Linked DNA regions of Zea mays: region 1 is linked to region 2. Evidence: chromatin contacts called from public Hi-C data. All regions are on one chromosome and are shown on one strand. The core of a region is the stretch at or near the end of the contact, and the rest is flanking DNA. Distances in the headings are between cores, read along the strand shown.

The links. Hi-C and Micro-C count contacts between places; a contact is called where the count stands out from the background.
Region 1: a contact with region 2 is called in a Hi-C map of leaf, with 4 times the contacts expected there. The contact joins the promoter of LOC100284024 here to the enhancer-like site in region 2. A contact is called at or near these places in 5 of 25 Hi-C or Micro-C datasets (ear, leaf, leaf mesophyll and 1 more).

What each region holds. Positions count from the first base shown.
Region 1 is chr5:220,183,824-220,189,567 of Zm-B73-REFERENCE-NAM-5.0, reverse strand. LOC100284024 (serine/threonine-protein kinase RIO1) reads right to left here and starts at 3,399. Exons shown (of 12, transcript NM_001156922.1): 1 at 2,873-3,399; 2 at 1,746-1,874. The coding sequence starts at 3,145. It also overlaps the pseudogene LOC118472122.
Region 2 is chr5:220,122,757-220,128,354 of Zm-B73-REFERENCE-NAM-5.0, reverse strand. LOC103628886 (serine/threonine-protein kinase) reads left to right here. Exons shown (of 5, transcript XM_008649009.2): 1 at 1-160; 2 at 246-381; 3 at 479-615; 4 at 1,151-1,274; 5 at 1,391-1,923. The coding sequence ends at 1,923. LOC100383941 reads right to left here. Exons shown (of 27, transcript NM_001321642.1): 27 at 4,424-5,041. The coding sequence ends at 4,646. Among protein-coding and RNA genes, the nearest start is that of LOC103628886, 3.0 kb to the left of the region's middle. Within about 2 kb of position 2,419, at least 18 of the 20 cell types and tissues checked have an H3K27ac peak or open chromatin away from gene starts, as enhancers often do. A contact at or near this core is called in ear, leaf, leaf mesophyll and 1 more, where this site is marked.

The DNA of each region.
Region 1 (5,744 bases), core at 2,150-4,649, 60 kb before region 2:
GGTCTTATTGAACAAGAACCACAAGAAGATTCAAGATTGGAACGAGATGAAGATCCTATAATTGAAAGGACTGAACAGAGGGTACATATAACAGCAAGAAGGCCTGCTGCATCAACAATCAATCAAGATAAGGAACCAAAGAGGATGAAGAAGGATTCTTTGGAAGGACTTGTTGGGAGATATCTAGGTCTGAAAGCAAAACAAGTTGAGGATGAGGTTACACAGATGGCTAAAGGAATAGAATCTGGTCAATGTAATGACTTCTCCATCAAGAGATGCATTTCTGTCCTTAGATCTATAAACGTGACAACAGATGAGAAGATAAAAGCAGATGAGGTGTTTGACATACCAAACAACATAGAGACCTTTATCAGTTTTAGTGTTGATGAGCCAGAAACTGCCCTCCTATGATTAAGACGGAAGATGGATAAGCTCTAAGGTAAGTATAATCTACGATTTCATACCTTGTACTAGTTTGTTGCTAGTCATGCGTCGATCTGGGTGCTTGCGAAATGTGTGAAGCTAGCTGTGCTTGACGTGTATATAGTGTGTATGTATATGGTTTTTAGTTCCAAGCAGGCATAGCGTGAGTGCACATGCATGGTGATGAATGCAATGGGGGCACTACATTTGTATTGCTTGAGAGAGACACTGAATCCCATGGCTGGGAGTAGCTGTACTTGGTTCCCTGCAGCTGGTCAGTTCTTTGTTGTTGCTGTTAATCAGCCTCCATTTGTGCTCACTCAAGAAAAGTGTAGCAACAGCAACAAGCGCTTGCATATTTTGAGGACCTGCTGTTTATTAATTGATATGGGTTCCCTGCTGTTTTTCTTTCTGCATAAATTTCAATTTTTTATCTGTTCATTTCTGCTTTTGATTCCTTATTTAAACTTTGCAGACAAGAAATATTGGTCATATAGAGACAGCCCTGCACAGCGGTCTGACTCTGCATGTGCCAGTATGAGCTATATATATATGTTGCATTTCTCCATGTTTGGGCTCAGCATGTAATAGAACTGAAGGAAGGTTGTTGCAAGACTTGTATGGCATGCTTAAATTTCTGGACAAAATATAGCTTATACTGAGCCTATGACATGCTTATTTTTTTAATATATATATATATATAGCTTAAATTTTGTTGCTTTTATTGGCTTTTGTTGGTATTTAAGTTTGGGATTTGATCCACATGGAATAAACAAACAAACATAGTTGTTTGGGTTTTGGGATATAATCCATCTGGCATAAACGAACAAACATTGGTTGATTGGGTTTTGGGATTTAATCCCACAAGGGATTGGGTGAAAGGCTTGGAATCACCCAATCCATGTGGGGGGGGGGGGGGGGGGGGGGGGGGGGGGGGGGGGGGGGGGGGGAATCAACCTGGGAAAGAATCCCAAAGTGTCAAACAAGGCCTAAAGTGGTTTCGGGTTTTGGAAATGCTGCCAGCAAAGATAGAACATGACTACATGAGATTAAATGAGCCAAAACAAATTCATCATGTACATCATAAATCCAAGTTATGCAATAAATTTTGATTCCTTTCATTGTTGCATAAGCAAAACAGGAACCAAGCAGCAGACGGGCACTTAACAGGAAAGTTAGCTAGGTTTAAAAGGGTGGAATGGTTCAACAGGATTGTGCAAGTGCATGACAACAACTTCGATTCCAGAAAGCACAGCACAAGTAAAAAAACACCACAACCCAACTGAGAACATTTTACAGCCAACTGAGAACATTTTACATACCTGTTCCACTGTAGCACGATCAGCCTTCTCAGTGTTCCTTATTTTCCCAATAGCTGTGTCCCTTATGCTATCCCTGATTGCAGTTGTGACGGAATTTGACATCGCAACGTTCATCCTACCTTCCCACTCCTGGATCATTCCGGACAAGAAACATTCAACAGAAACCACATGAACTCTCAAATTTGCATTCATTCAATTCGCAAATCTCCCAAGAGTTAAAGCGCTTTAATTGTGTTTACCATAAGTGTCCTATCCTTTTAGACATGTTCCAAACTGATACAGTACATACATAGAATCTAAACTTGGAACTGTTAAAGGGGCAGACCCACAGGGTGGTCCAGGTGGGCCCTGGCACACCCTAAGCCACCCACCTCCAACAGGGACCCACCTCTAGACCCTGACATCCCTTACCCTACGCTGGCTTCTCGTCGACGGAGCAAGCCACCCGAGCCCCCAAGCGCCAACTGCCCGGTCGTCAGCACCCACATCGGCATCCTGCCTGCACAGCGTGCTTGACGCCTTCATGTCTGCTCTCAGCAGTACGGGCACTACACGGTGTGCCCCCAAACGCCTAGATGTCTGCTCGACGCCTTGATCTGACTAGTTGGATATTGTCTCCTTAATCCTTAGAGTTCAGACATGTATCTGGTGGTGGTTGCAATGCCTGATGTATTCACATTACTTGGACCATACTTTTGAATTTGTTTTTTTTATCTCGACTAGACTTTGACTTATTTCGCTGATAAAATGTATCTAGCTTCACTGCTTTGGCCATGTAGTGCTGCATGTTGCAGGGTATATGAAATTATATGCACATTATATAGATTTGTAAGCACACCCTATATAAAAAACCTAGGTTCGCCACTGATTGTTATATAGGTCATCGCGTCCATGTCACGGACACCACAGGATTGCCACCATATTTCAGCAAACCCATCTACTAAGACCTTGTTTGGAACAGCTAGAGCTAATAGTTAGCCAGCTAACAAATTGTTAGCTGGTTTAAGCTAGCTAATGAGCTAATTGCTAGCTGTGAGTTAACTAACAATTAGTTAGAGTATTATCTGGGGTGTTTGAAATCTCTACAGCTAAAATAGGCCCTAAGTCCGGATGTAAAAGTTGAATACCTCCAAGGGAGTAGCACTAATGTGCGAGGCCAGCTTCTGGGTCCGGTTAGACAGCGGCTGGAGCGGGCGAGACAGCACGCCGCCGTGTGCGTTAGGCCTCCGCGCCGCAGCCCCGCCTCCGGAGGCCGAGAAGGCGACGTGGGGGCGAGCTGAGCCGTCAGGGCCCTCCACGGCGTCGAGCCAGTCCAGAGCTTCGGCGACCTCGGAGTCGGAGGCATCATCGAAGTCAGAGTCGGACCACTCCTCCTCAGCGTCGGACTTCACGAGGGCCATCGGAGTATAGCTGCAGGAATAAAGGGGTGGGCTTGTCGTGTCACGTTGCCGGCGGTGAGGGCGGGGCGGCGGGCGAGTTGTGGCGGCGGTAGAGAAGGAGAACGGACGAGAGGCAGCCTGGGGCAGGGAAACCCTTGCTTCGAGGACGAGAGGTGAGGGAGGGAAGAGGGGAGGGTAGGCGGCGCGCGCCCAGAGCAGTGCTGGCGGCGGTGAGAAGAAGAGTGTCCTGACTGCGCCGGGGAGAAGAGTGTCCTGACTGCGCCGGGGAGAAGAGTGTCCTGGCGGATGGGAGCGAATGGGAGTGTGTGTGTGTGGGAGGCGTGGGGAGGGTAACCTAATTTTGATGGGCTGCCTATGCTGTTGGGCTGATTTATGGGCTGCCTACGCTAAATGGATTTCTATTTGCTGGTATAATACATCTATTTAAGACCATAATAGATACATCGGGCTGGGACCAGCACGACCAATAAAACCTATATTGTTTAATTTTTTTAATTTAGTAATCTATCGACTTTATATTGTTGTGATATTTAGAGTTTATGTGGTCAAATGATGTTAGAATTGTTTAATATCTTTAATTTAGTAAGTTATGGATTTTATGTGATTGTAATATTTTGATTTTATATGGTTCAATATATGAGCCAGAAGTTTTTTGTTTCTATCCTAAATCCTGCTCAATTCCCAGCATTAGGTAGGACCTTCTCGTTGTTGTGCTGCAGGGGGAGGGAGTTGGTGTATGCCTGCACACTGCACTGCACTGCATGTGCGCAAGCGCGGCCACTGCACTAAATCCTATGCCCGCCGGCGACGGGCGCGACCACCGATGCCCAGCCCGCCGAAGGACCGCCCCTCTGGCCGCGTCGGCCGCCTCCTCGCCGTGCTCCGCCCCTCCCGCGCCGGGCCCCTCCCCATCCAGATCGGCTTCCCCACCTCCCTCGTCGTCAAGAACCATGGCCGCCTCAAGAAAGCAGCCCTCCCCGTCCTCCAAGCGCGGGAGGCGCGCCGCCGCCGCCGCGGCTTCTCCTTCGCCGTCCCCCTGCAGTCCCACCACCTCGCCGTCACCGTCCCCGTCGTCCGCCTCTCCGCCTCCCCCGGTGGCCGCTGCCGCTGTCTTGCCGTCGGATCGGCCGCGGCCCGACCTTCCGCCGGCCCAGCCCCCTCGCCGCGACAGCGGCCTCGGCCTGGGCTTCCTCGCGGTCAGCGGCAAAACATGTATGAATATGTGCGTCGTACTTGCGAACACATCGAAGAAGCTAATGTCCCTCCTGCAAGAACTCGACGACGCATTGCCTATCCAGGAGTCCAAGACGCGGACAGGGAAAAGAGGAGAGGATAGAAATCAATGGAGGCGAGCGTGCGAAAGACGTGCACCTCGAGAAGGCGGACTTGGGGTCCGTCGTAGATGAGCAGGATGATGCGCGCGCCGGTAACCTCGACGATGTAGGAGGTCGTGGTGGTGTTGTGATCCTGTCGCCCGCGCCATCCGCCAGGTGCGAGACGATGCCAGGGCGTCCACAAGAATCGGATGGCACCTCCACCCAAGTCGCCACCGCGGGGGTTGGAGGAGGAGGAATCACTGTCGTTTAGGGTTTGGGATTTTTAGAAAGGGGTGCGAAAGGAGGAGAATGGAGATAACGGTGGCCGCGTGAGAGAGAGTGCAAAAAACGAGAAGCCGTAAGCAGTTCGCCCATGTCGTTGGGTCCCACCACGTGAGACAGAGAAGAGAATCAGACGCGGCGTGCGGTCGATGACGCGCGAGGCCGGAGCAAGGAATCTGACGCGCGTCGGCTCACGATAGGCAAATGACCCATGAAGCGCGGAGAGGCGTCCAAAAGGGGTCAGGTTTTAAGAACTTAGATTAGATGGGGCGAGCGAGTTGTGGCGGCGGTAGAGAAGGAGAACGGACGAGACCAGAGGAAGGCCAGGGAGGGGCAGGGAAACCCTTGCTTCGAGGACTCTAGTGTCCTTATTTCTTTCGGGCCACAGTTGCGGCCTAGGAACTACGGCTATCGAACCCAACTTGGGAAATGTATTTGGGCTATTTTGGACGCCGTCGTACCTCGAGCTCGGCCGCAGTAGGATTGTAGCAATTTTGGTATTGTAGTGACGCACAAAAACATTTTAAATTCGCACCTTTTTATAATTTATGGATAATTTATGGTTATAGGCTATGTATTTTTAGCAGAGCAGTCACTGGATAAGGTGGCAGCAAGTGATCCTCCTTCCTAACAACCTTCCAACCTTGTGAATATAATATGCTTATTTGCAATAGCAAACTGAATAACAAAATAAATTACGTGTGCAACATCGAGTAGAGGCAATCAAGTAAAAATAAAAACCAAAGAGATTAGACACTAGAAAAAAAAGACAGGCCATTTCTTTATAGTTTGTAATTATGCTACAGCATCGTTGACAACAGCGTACTGCTAAGACCATCATCTGAGGGGTATTAAGTACAGTAATGAATGTTCTATTTGTTTCAAATTATACTTTATTGTATCCTTGTCCTAAACCAAAAATTTCCCTAACTTATACAATTTTTAGACAAATACACTAACATCTACAGGTTCAATAAAATAAATGCACTATCATCGCATGT
Region 2 (5,598 bases), core at 1,170-3,669:
GCGGGGCGTCTCCGGCAGCCAGCTCATCGGGGAGGGCGGGTTCGGCCCTGTCTACCGGGGCTTCCTCGACGAGCGGCTCCGGCCCGGGGAGCTGGAGCCGCAGCACGTCGCCGTCAAGTTCCTCGACGCCGACGGGCAGCAGGGCCACCGCGAGTGGCTGGTACGTACGGACGCGCGCGTGCACTGTGCTGTGGCTAGCATGCGTGCGTGCTTAATGCTAACGATGGATGGATGGATGGATGCAGGCCGAGGTGGTGTACCTGGGGATGCTGAAGCACCCGCATCTGGTGAAGCTCATCGGGTACGGCTGCGAGGACGAGCAGAGGATGCTGGTGTACGAGTACATGGACAGAGGCAGCCTCGAGCACCACCTCTTCAAGAGTAAGCTAGTAGCAAATATATATACGGTGTATGTTCTTAGCTAGTACGTACGTGCACTGCGGGGACTGATGGATCCACGCGCCGCGCGTGCATGCAGATCTGCTGTCGACCCTGCCGTGGCGCACGCGGCTGAAGATCGCGGTGGGCGCCGCCAAGGGCCTGGCGTTCCTGCACGAGGCCGACACGCCCGTCATCTACCGCGACTTCAAAGCCTCCAACGTCCTGCTCGACTCCGTGAGTGCCTGCCTCCTCATGCTCATGCTCATGGTCATGCATGCATGGATTCTTCTTCTACCGAATGTGTGGCAACAATGCAAACTACTAGCTAGGGGTGTCCTTCTCCGATTCGTCGTTTACTTCTCCTACCGAATGTGTGGCAACAATAATGTCGCCGTCATTATTTTATTTGAGCAGGTAACCGGACGGAACCAAGCTGGTTGTTGCCTTGTCGTAGGCTTGACGAGCTTCGAACTATAGCAGCCGCCGTTGTATATACTCGATTAACCTAACACTCTTCTCAGTTCTGACTTCATTGAGAACAACCTCAAAAATGGCATCTCGTACAGAGAGCCGTTCGATCCGTGCTAGTAGAATGCGCCTGGTGGTATGGATCGGATAATAAAACTTTGACACGGAATAATCAGCCAATCAGGGTAGCAGCACGCATCGTACCCTTATCTAGCTAGCCTAGGATATATAACGGTCGAAGCAAATATTTAAACGATATGTGTAGACTGAATGACGTGTTCCTTTTCTGTGCATGACACAGGATTACACGGCAAAGCTCTCAGACTTTGGCCTGGCCAAGGAAGGCCCACAGGGCGACGACACCCACGTCACCACCCGTGTCATGGGGACACACGGCTACGCCGCGCCGGAGTACATTCTCACCGGTACGTCACGTCACGTCACAGACACATATATACCTGCGTACATGTAATGCAAGCACGTGCTGGTAATTAACAGTAGCATTAATCACGACCAGAGGCTGACCACGCATGCACTGCAGGGCACCTGACGTCGAAGAGCGACGTGTACAGCTTCGGAGTGGTGCTCCTGGAGCTGCTGTCGGGGAGGCGCAGCGTGGACAGGCGGCGGCGCGGGCGGGAGCAGCACCTGGTGGACTGGGCGCGCCCGCACCTGCGCCACCCGGAGCGGCTGCACCGGGTCATGGACCCCAGCCTCGACGGCCAGTACTCCGCCAGGGCCGCGCGCGAGGCCGCCACGGTCGCCTACCGCTGCCTGCACAGCGTGCCCAAGTCCCGCCCCACCATGCGCGCCGCCGTCGACGCGCTCGAGCCGCTGCTCGCCGTGTGCGGCGACGTCCCCGCGGGGCCCTTCGTGTACACGGTCCCGCCCGAGCCCGATGGCAGCGACGAGGCGGCGGCGACGGCGACGGCGGCCGTTGCCAGGAAGAAGTGCCTCGCGTCGGCCGCGCATGCCAAGGGCGAGCTGCGGACGACCGGCTCACGGCACGTGAGCTCCGTGGCCGGGCAAAGGAGCTCCTCCTCGCCTGAGCAGATCACGGACAGGGGAGCCTAGGCGCATGCGCTTGCATTGTGTCAGTGTGTATTTGTTCCCCCACGAAAAAAGTTTCAGTGTCAGCAACCTGTAAGCCGGCCAAATTGATTTGTTTGTTGATTCATTTCCTCGGTAATCCTGCTCCGCATAGCCGGGATTCCGAGAATAAGTTGCGAGTTGTTTCGCAGATTTTTTTTAGAAACGTTTTTGGCAACTGCAAAGACATGGGTACGATAATTAGCGGTGAAAAAAAAAAGAATCGGCAGTGAAAGTTAACGAAGGACTTGAACACTAGGATTGAACCATAGTGTCTAAAAGCAGAGACCTCGCCTTTAGCCACTAAAACTTATATTGGCTTTGTTATAAAAATAAACTATATACGATATAGGGCAACTAATGCCCATTTACCTATCGAGTTCTTCTCGCGCCGGCCAATGGGACGAGTACTTTATCCTAAATGAAGAAAACCCGCCTATAAAGCAGCACTGGGCTTTAGTGCAGCCCAGTTCAAGCATATATATCTAGGGCAGTTAGAAATGTGGGCCTTCCCATGATTTACAAGTGGGCCTTCATTTCCCTGACCAGAAACAGGAGCCCGCGGAAAATGCAATCAAGGATAGCTTGCCGTGGAGCAGTTTCTCCGTGTCTCAAATTCTCAGTAATTCTGCTTGATCAACCTGGTTCAAATGACAACGACAGGTACAAATTTAGCACGACGGGTTTGATTTGATGTTTCGGATATCGACTTGTTGGGGTGAAGCCGAAGTTCAAGAGAGGAGGAATGTCATGAGCATGGGCCTCAAGGCTGGATTTATGGGCTGGTTTTAAGAGGGCCTTTGGCAGCACCTGCACCTGCACAGGGCGGGCAGGGAATGAAACAGAACTCCGCCTTGTCTTCCTCCTCTGCCTCCGTGTACTGCTGTTCTTGCTATCTCTCTCTCTCTATTCATCCTGCTATCCCCAGCCTGTTTCCCTCTGATTCTTCTCGATTTGTATCTAATACTCTTGTATGTAAATACTGTATTGATTTGGCAGTCAAGGTTGGTGGCATTGAGGTGCTCTTTTGAGTGGTTTTATTTAGAAAACGTTGGGATTCTTTTTTGAGTGAATACTACCAACGAGCGACGTCCGATCCTGCTCACGAGTCACGTCCCACGAATCTGAGACAGCGACTACCAGCGTAGGGCCGGACCACTCCAGTAGGAAGGACGTCGTGGCGTTTGCGCTGAGCCGCCGAGCCCGCGTCCGGTCCCCGTCCCTCCCGGGGTCACGACTCACGAGGAACTCTATCGCCGCTCTCGGCACATCGGCCCTTGGCTCTTGCCCGCCATGGTGCCATGCCCAGGCCCAGCTAGAGATGTCAATGGGGACCCGATACTCGCCAACCCATGGGGAATTCCCCTATTAAGGTACGGGTATGAGACGAAAATTGTACCCATGGGTATAGATATGGGACAAAATCTCCACCCATTGGGTAAACGGGTATGGGTTTGGTAAGCAATAATCCGAACCCGATTACCCATGGGTATTTCCTACGTGTACACCTGTCGTGTTTGTATGAATGAGTTGAGGCCGAGCTGGCCACCAAGCCCAGCACGACAGCGCATCAGGCCCCAGGTCCTGGCCCAACAAGGCAACTAGCAAACTAGTAAAAAACAAAACCCTAAAATAACCAGTCATATGCTACGCCCTGCCTAGACAACGGTGACGACCATGGATTATCAGGCGCCAACGAACTCAGATGGTGACCAAGGAAGGTGAGAAAACTCCATTTCTTCTATCGGTCCCGAAGTACTTATGTCTTTTCTGATGGATGAATGAATGGATCATAGTTCATGGATCAGTGCTTGTCGATGTAGTGATGTCTAAACTCTAGATTGTTTGTGCTACATGTTAGTACGTAGTTATCCCTTAATTGGGGATGAAGATCCATTGGGGACCCGAAACCCGAATGGGGATGGATATGAGATAAGTTTTGTACCCATGATGGGTATGAGGATGTGTATGGGGATGGATCAAACATGATGGGGATGGGTATGAGATGTTATAACCCGGTGGGGAATTCTCCATTGACATCTCTATGCCCAGCCAAGGCGAGTCGGCAGAGGCTTTGGTGGCGCTGGCGCCATGCTAACGCCATCACCGCGCTGGTGCGGTTGTCCCCCATCAATCATTCGAACGGACACAGGGCCCTACCGGAGTAAATTTGTACTCATCCCTGACACTCCATGAGACGGGCCTCCATGCGCTGCATGGGCACGGCCTTGCCATCGGTCCCCATGGATTCAACAGGGAAACCCGAGAAGCAAGAGAGTTTTTTTTTTGTTTTTTTACAGCAGCGGTTGTCGGTACGGTAATACATGCGACAGTGCAGCGCAGCAGTGGCATGATCCAGGAGTAGGAAGCCCAGGAAGGATAACGTAACAGTAACAGTGCCCAGATGATCTCCAGCCAGCCTTGAACAGTGTGCTCCGATCGAGCAGAGCAATAGCATAACCGTCCCAGCTGAATCACAAAACATGTCAGTAAACGCAGCCTGCACATAAATCCATTCCTTTAGTTACAGTTCGAGTTTCCCAGCAAAAAAAAAGAGAGAGACGTGCATAACGGAGAAAAATAGCTACTAGTGCCTAGTGGAGTCCCAACGAGAAGGCAGCAGCATATTTACAGCGAGTCACATCACAGGGCGCCGGCCAGACACCTATTGTAAACTGTAACACAAAATGATCGTCGATCTATTGGACTATTCCGTGCTCCGCGAGATCACCTCGCCAAACTTCATGAAGAGCTCGGCGTCGGACGCGCTCGACGAGTTGGTGCAGGAGAGGGCGCTGCCGCCGCCGCCGCCTCGTAGGCCGACGTACTCGCTGACATAGCTCGGCGCCGTGGTGGACGGCTTCTCCGACGCCTGTGCCTGTGCCTGCGCCTGCGCCTGCTTCGGGGGCGGGCCTGCTGGGCAGACGAGGCTGTCCAGGACGCGCGCGACCTCGTGCATGGTCGGTCGATCCGACGGCTGCCTCTTGCTGCAAAGGAGCGCCAGCTGGAACACCTTCTTGACCTCGCCGAGGTCCTTGCACGTGTCGGTGATGTCCTGGTCTACCGTCTCCATGACCGTGTTCTCTGCGGCTTTGGATAGGATCTGGAGGTAGCCAGATTGCAGATGAGGAGGACAGCGGCTTTGATTAGCTCGGCAGGTTACAAATTAATGCACACATTCACAGGAGCGTTATTTTCCCCCTTTGCTAGTTGCTACTAAGACATGGACATCCAAGAACCGCAGTACCGATTCAACTTTGTAATTTTTACTTTAAAAAAAGATCTGAAAGAACTTAACAACGTTACGTAGGAATATCAAGGATCTGGCAGAAAGTAAAAGTTGGCCACTACAAATATCGTGACAACAGTGTGCAAGCATGTAAATTTTTCTGGCGCATGATTGAAGGAAGGCAGGGGACAGCAATGGCAGGCTTTATGGGACACTGGCAAGTTATAATTGAACTTTCACCAGCCATGAGCCATGCATACAATGAATCACACCACCACACAGTGAGCGCAGATCTATTCACATGATGGGTTTCATGCATGTAGCTGGTCCCCTCGGATGTAGCCAGATCTAACGCACATGATTGGGTGCATATTGAGGCGTAAAATCTAAAGGTCGTATATGTGAAGTGGGACTAGGGAAAGAAAAATCAA